Regions from separate parts of the Mus musculus genome. Here region 2 is linked to region 1. Evidence: chromatin contacts called from public Hi-C data. All regions are on one chromosome and are shown on one strand. The core of a region is the stretch at or near the end of the contact, and the rest is flanking DNA. Distances in the headings are between cores, read along the strand shown.

Evidence for each region. A called contact is a pair of places that touch in the nucleus more often than the background predicts.
Region 2: a Hi-C map of cranial neural crest shows a contact between it and region 1, with 2.7 times the contacts expected there. The contact joins two enhancer-like sites. A contact is called at or near these places in 12 of 484 Hi-C or Micro-C datasets (the MNK3 cell line, adipose-derived mesenchymal stem cells, cerebral cortex and 7 more), 2 of 115 datasets of contacts at active chromatin or transcription factors (astrocytes and fibro-adipogenic progenitors) and 1 of 9 other capture datasets (embryonic stem cells).

Annotation. Positions count from the first base shown.
Region 1 is chr7:89,170,700-89,174,169 of GRCm38.p6, forward strand. All of the region lies in intron 6 of Tmem135 (transmembrane protein 135), which reads right to left. Among named protein-coding and RNA genes, the nearest start is that of Tmem135, 170 kb to the right of the region's middle. Within about 2 kb of position 1,577, at least 17 of the 459 cell types and tissues checked have an H3K27ac peak or open chromatin away from gene starts, as enhancers often do.
Region 2 is chr7:89,855,196-89,858,665 of GRCm38.p6, forward strand. No RefSeq gene overlaps it. Among named protein-coding and RNA genes, the nearest start is that of Ccdc81, 47 kb to the right of the region's middle. Within about 2 kb of position 1,591, at least 46 of the 459 cell types and tissues checked have an H3K27ac peak or open chromatin away from gene starts, as enhancers often do.

The DNA.
Region 1 (3,470 bases), core at 327-2,826:
ACAATAAATAAATAAATCTTTTTTTAAAAACTTAAAATAAATAATAAGAACAAAAACAAACAAAAACCAGTGGAGCTTTGTTTCAGCCTCCATATACCACTTAACATAACAAATAGAACAAACCATGTGTTCTTATTGTAAGTTATACCATACACAGCAGTCCAGAGCTAGAAGAACAACAATTAAATTGGGAAAGTTTGTTTTGTTTCTCCATGAGCAATCCTAACTCCGAATAATCTCAATAAATCCTCTTCGTGCACTTTCAAGTGAATCAACAATACTGCTTTTTACTCTGATAAATATTTTTTTGAACGCTCATTTCATGCCTGGAGCCCTGGGGATTGGGTTGGTCCCCAGGAACCCAAAGAATGCCGCTGAGGCAGGCAGCATGTGCAGGGAACCGAGTGTGAACCTCCAAATGATTACTGTGCACTGCCTTCTGCTGTGTCCCACATACAAATCAGAAACAGTTGGGCTTAAACGCACAGCAACAACTCCAACAGAATCAGATTTCTCCTTAAACTTGGAAAAGCTTGGATGGGTTTTGCTTAAAATCCAAGCACTAGGAAAAGTAGTGTTCCAAGCTTTCTGCAATAGCTTAAAAGCCAAGAATCACCCAAAGAGAAATGTCAATAGGATACATTTCTGTAGAGCTGTGGTGGTCAAGCCTGAAGACAAAAAGGAGTAGAAGGCGACTTCCAGGACCCAGGCTGAAGGGTCTGGCTGCAGGCTCCTCACCAGGAATGCCTGCTCACACTTGGCACATTAAAAGTACTAGGAATAAGACTGAAATTACTTTTCACACAAGTTCAAGAAAAATTTAGCAAGTGCCTCAAATTCATAGCATTGCTAGAAATAAAACTTTTTATAGTAAATGCAATTAATTATAACCATTATTATTTTAAAGGACCTCAAGACTGGTAAATATTATGAATTTTTTCTCCTCCCATAATTATTGGGAAAAAGATGGAACAAAATATTTTAAATAGATCATAATAATGTATTTCAAATATATTGGTATCTATGTCATTAATATAGCAAATGAGTTTTCACAGTGAGTAAAGTGATCAGCTACCTGAAAATATTAACATTAGTCTCTCATTATTGAGAAATGTATGCCAAAGAAGAGAACTCTCCCCAAAGAGTTTAGTTCCATCTATCAGAAGACAACAGGAAGTCCACCTTGAATGGCTCGCTCTCTAGCTTGAGTTCTGACTGTGAAGAAGAAATACCATAGAGAGATAAGCATCTGTAAGTTTCCAAAGATAACCACAGATGCAAAGCAAGACAGTGGCAGTCATTCAGCTGGTGCTACACAAACTTTACATGCTACAAAGGGCATGCTTAAAGGAACAGGCGCTCAGCTCCACACTTTCAAACCATGATTTGCCTGAAAGCATGCTTTGGTCAAGACTTGAGGCTGCCTTTCTGCACTGCCTCCCCTCCAAAACAGCTTCTTTCCATGTGAGAAATGTAAAGCCTTGGAAGCTACCACTGACTTACTGCAGGCGTGGACTCTTTCTCTAGATCCACAGCATTTGGAGACTCCAACAGTGGAGCCAAAGGATGTATTGCAACATGTGTTACAAGAAATCCTCCATGTGGTTCTGCAGATTCATGCTAACGCCTGGGAACTAGGGGGCTGGGTTAAGTTTCAGAAACAAAATCTCAATGGTTTCTAACAAGTTTATTCTATGCTCATGCCACATGTGTATCAAGGGCTGGCTATTGGTAGACTAGTGGCCATCTTTATTTTGTCTTAATGTGATAGAAAGATGTCCATCTGGAATGAATGTGAGTTGTCAAGCGGAGAAAGAAAGAAAATGTCGAAAACTGGACTCCTGCTTCTAATTAAGCATAAGTCACTTCCACTTAAATTACTCAGCCAAAGCACATCCCAAGGCCAGGTACGGTGGACGCAGGAGAGGGGATGTGTGCTCTCCTATGGAGGCACCACACACGCCTGCAAACAGCAGCACCTGTCTACTATTAATGCCAAACATGTAACTGCTGAGAATCAATTAGGTTTATTTAGAATATCTCAAGAAATTCAAAACAAAATTCCTCTTTTCTACAGAACATGATACCATTAGTCCATGTTTCTCACACTAATTTCAAGCAGGGTGATTAGATAAAAGATCTTTCTGGTAACAGGCTTTTCTATAGCACATTAGGTATTTACAGTTGCGCATAAACTGTGTACAGTTTAAGATTCCTTACTAATCCCTTAGTCCTTCAGACAGTTCCAAGCATTCTCATTACACTGAACTGACAACAATATTGCACAGCAGATAGAACGCTTAGTAAAAATATATTGAAAGAAAAATTTAATCTATTTAAAAATGAAAAAATCTACCAGTTGTGAAGCAATTATATTCCAAATAGGCACCAAGTACCTTGGATTCATTTCTATAGCAGAAACTCTGGGGTTTGTCTATTTTGGCTTTCAGGTTTTGAAACAATTTCGTTTTGAATCAGCAACCTGAATACCTATCAATAGCTCCTAGCACTCAACCAGCACACAGGCTCTTTTAATTTATTCATTCTGCTGAGCACATGAACATAAGCATGTGAGTCAGAAACAGAGGGCTCCAGCCTCTTCTTATGCAGAGGTGTTTTTAAAATGAAATAAACTGCCATTGTAATATGACTATATCAGGTCTAAAAGGTGGGGCCACTGCTGGCAGGCATGTTTATCACTTTACCAGAAACTGCAATCCAGCAAAGGACATGAGACCATAACGTTTGCATGTTGGGACATTGCTGGCATTGCTTCATCATTTATGCATTCATTCAAACCCTTAAATACTGACAATTACTTTTCACCATGCAAGTCCTCAAGTGCTGGGAACAACCAGCATCACTGCCCTGCATTAGTGTCACTATCCAGAGAAGTAGTCACACACATAAGTACCAGTACCATAGTACAGAAGGAACTGTAATATACAAAATATGATGCTAGCAAGGCACGATGGAGGGACACCCAGCCTTGGCTTCTATATCAAGGTCAAGGGACAACATAATGCAAAACTAGACACAGAAGAGGTAGGGGTACAGATACCCTGGAACAAGAGGTAACTGGGTGTCAGCAACAGTGGAGGTTTAAGATGGCTACAGCATGGTGGGGAGGACACAGAAAGAAAGTGGCACAGGCCATGTGGAAATAGGAATGACTTTCACCTCTAGGAGAAAGGCCCCTTCCTATGGGGAGCAGGATGACTCACAGCATCTCCCTCTCAAACTACTCCATTTTTTTTAATGTAATATCATTAGTAATATCTACTTAAGTTTCCAAAATAGTAACCTACCAACTAAATTCTGTTGAAATCAACAGATACTAAGAACATCTAAAGTGTGTATTGTTCCTTTATTTTGTTTCTTAGATAAAAGATGAAGCCACGGAGTGACCTTCATTTAATTAATCACAGTAACCTTCTGCTAATGCTCATCAAACAATGTTAAAGAAAAAC
Region 2 (3,470 bases), core at 341-2,840, 680 kb after region 1:
ATCCCACAGAAGCAACTGTGGAACAAACTTCAAGAAGGTGAACACCAAAGAGCAGGTAAGTAACTATATACTTGCAATGTTTGAAATGACTTAAGGAATAAACCACATGAGGTTTGGAATGCTGTTTATATTTCGGGGGGGGGGGGGATTTTAATTCTGTATAACTAAAACCAGACAAGTACTGTGTCATGTCTTGGCAGCCAATCTCACTAAATTTCTTACATATCTTGCATGCATAGTAATAACCATGACAGAGGTTGCACTGCTGTCAAGCTTGTAGCTTTAATATTCCCATGGAAACACTATCAGTTTCATTCATTAAGCCTATATTATTGACTAAAATGTGCAATGAACTTGGTCATATCTCAAGCTCCACTCCCAAGGAAACAGCATCAAGCAGCCATCTTGTATTGAACGCTATTTTTCCATTGGAGACTCTAAAAAGCAGCAACGTTTTAGAACACTGTTTCTCCAAATACAGAAGTTGCCTGCTGGAGAAATCTCTGACCCACTTTTGTCTTATAAGCCATAGCTCCTCTTCATTTTTTACTGCAGCAAGCACTGGAGTTCTCCCAAGACCTGCAGCACAAGGTACAGCCATACAACAGCCAAGCTCCTCACGAAATTTCATGTTTTCAAGACTTAACCTGTCGTCCACGATCTGCTTGGACGGTGATGAGCCATCATCAAAAGGCCAGCCTAGAACTTGGATACCTTCTTTCTCAACAAGAGCCGTGTCTCAAGTTGCTTCACACACTTATGTGTGTACTATCATGGTAATTCTGTAGTTCTTCTAAGTCCCTCTAACTCTGTTCTGGTTGCACAGGTTGGATTATGTGAGATAAGAAATCTCATATTCCTGTAAGTGAACTCCACAGCAAATGGGTGGTTCGTCGAAGTTGTGTTAATCTAGTTAAAAATAGAACTTCATACGGTTATATTTTTTAAGTTTTTAAAAATACAAAAATGATTTCAAGAAACCAAAGTCAAATACCAGGCACCTGAAATTTCCAGAGCTTTGAAGATGAAATTGGGACTGACAAAGAAAGAGCCTTTCAACAAGCATCAATGTGCGAATAGGGAAGCAAGGCAGAGATGCTTGCCCGGGCCACTCAGAACCCGTGTTCCAATGACCCAACTTGACTCTACTTTAAGAGCGTTTGGCTGGAGAGCACTGATGGCTCCCTACAGTCCACTCAAAACAGTCATGCTGTGCCCAGCAGCTATCTCCAAGGACCTTTTAGAAACTCCATAAATGGCTGACCGTCAGCCCCACGGAAAAGAATCAACCGACTCATGAACAGCTGCGTCCTAAGCGCACAGCCAGCTGGATCCTGGTGACACAGGCAGCAACAGCAGTGTAGGCCCAGGAGCTGCAGACGGACTGCCCCAGGGAAACAGCATCTCCCCTGGCTTTGAAGGTGGAAGAGCCACAGAGGGAGCCAATCCACACCCTGCCAGTCACAAGCCTCTCCCCCCCCCCCCCCCACCCCCGGAGTCCAAGCAACTTGAGCACCCCCTCATCAATCACGGATCCAGAGCCAATAAGCAGAGGGTTTGTGAGGCCCTCCCTCTGAGGATGAGGGGGGAAAGCCAGGGAGGCTGGAAGTCAGGGACAAAGCCTGCTTGAGACTGGAGAGAAACACGGGCTGTGTTGGGATAGGAAGCAGAAGGATAGCAGAAGGTTCTGAGCATTTGTGCCTGCTTCAAGTTTTAACTCTAGGAAACAACATTATTTGGATTCTTTTTCCAACCCAACACACATACACCTCAGAGTCTTATGTAGCTCCATACTGGCCTTAAACTCACAATGTACCAAGGATAGCTTCGAAGCCCTCATCCTAATGTCTCCACTTTACAAGGGCTGAGATTACAAGTGTGCGTGTTTATCCATTTTACGCAGTACTGAGAATGGAAAGCAGGGCTTCCAGCAAGCACCTTATGAACCCGAGCCAGTCCTCGGCCCCTGACATTCATTCTCCCACATTATGTGCGTGCATCAGCGTACGACAAATGTGTGGAGACCAGTTACAAAGGGAACAAAAATAATGTAAGGGATGGAGAGTAAGAACAAGTGCTGTGGAATGCTGACGTCAGGAAATGGTGGGACCACTGCCCTCAGGAACTCACAGTAGTGCAGTGATGGTTACCTGCACAAGCCCTGCACACGGCCGGACCAGTCAGCATTCCCTCACGGCTGGGAGAGAGCTCACTAAGTCCCACCACTAACTGAGGAACAATTGACGGCTTCTGGAGGAGGGAAAGTCATTTTTCCTTAGGGGCGTGGGCTCTGGTAGGTTTGCTATGTCTGACCTAGTGGATAACTAGACTCAGGCGGTTATTTTAAAGGGGGCAGGGGGCATGAAGGTAAAGTTCTAGAGAGGAGGTGAGAAGAGATATTAGGATTGCATATGATTAAGGTACATTATGTGCATGTATGAGGGGGATATAAAATTTTAAATGATCCTAGGCTAGAGAGATGCTCAGCGGTTAAGAGCACATGCCGGTTCTGCAGAGGGCCAGAGCTCAGCGCCAGTGTCAGGCAGTTCAAAGCCTCCTGTAACGCCAGCCCCAGAAGGTTCCCGCTTTTAGCATCCAAAACCACCTGAACTCACACGCACCCATCCCCACACAGGCACACACAAATCAAATAAAGCAAGACTGCTCTGAAAAAAGATATCTTACCTGTATTAGTCAGGGTTCTCTAGAGTCACAGAACGTATGGATAGTCTCTAGATAATAAAGGAATTTATTGATGACTTACAGTCGGCAGCTCAATTCCCAACAATTGTTCAGTCGCAGCTGTGAATGGAAGTCCAAGGATCTAGCAGTTACTCAGTCTCACGCAGCAAGCAGGCAAAGGAGCAAGAGCAAGAGCTAGACTCCCTTCTTCCAATGTCCTTATATTGTCTCCAGCAAAAGGTGTAGCCCAGATTAAAGGTGTGTTCCACCACACCTTTAATCCCAGATGAAAGGCATAGCCCAGATTAAAGGTGTGTTCCTTAACTCGGAGATTCAATCTTCTGGAATCCATAGCCACTATGGCTCAAGATCTTCAAACCAAGATCCAGATAAGGATCTCCAAGCCTCCAGATAAGGGTCACTGGTGAGCCTTCCAATTCCGGATTGTAGTTCATTCCAAATATTGTCAAGTTGACAACCAGGAATAGCCACTACAATCCACCCCTTGTCAACTTGACACAAATAATATCTCATGTTCACATGAAACAATAACAAGGTTGTAAATACGCCTAACATGATATAACTATCCCTCGTACAATCGCAAACGCATTAGTAAATTTACAATGGGCATTCATATTACTTTATAATCCTCGTTTCTGCAACTGGTTACGTGGCCTTAATTGGTATTTATAACTACCTTCCTCTACTACCCATTCTGTATTTCCTTCACCTTCAGCCAGCACCTCAGCAGGTCTTGGCTCTTTTCCTGGAGGATTGACCCATACCTT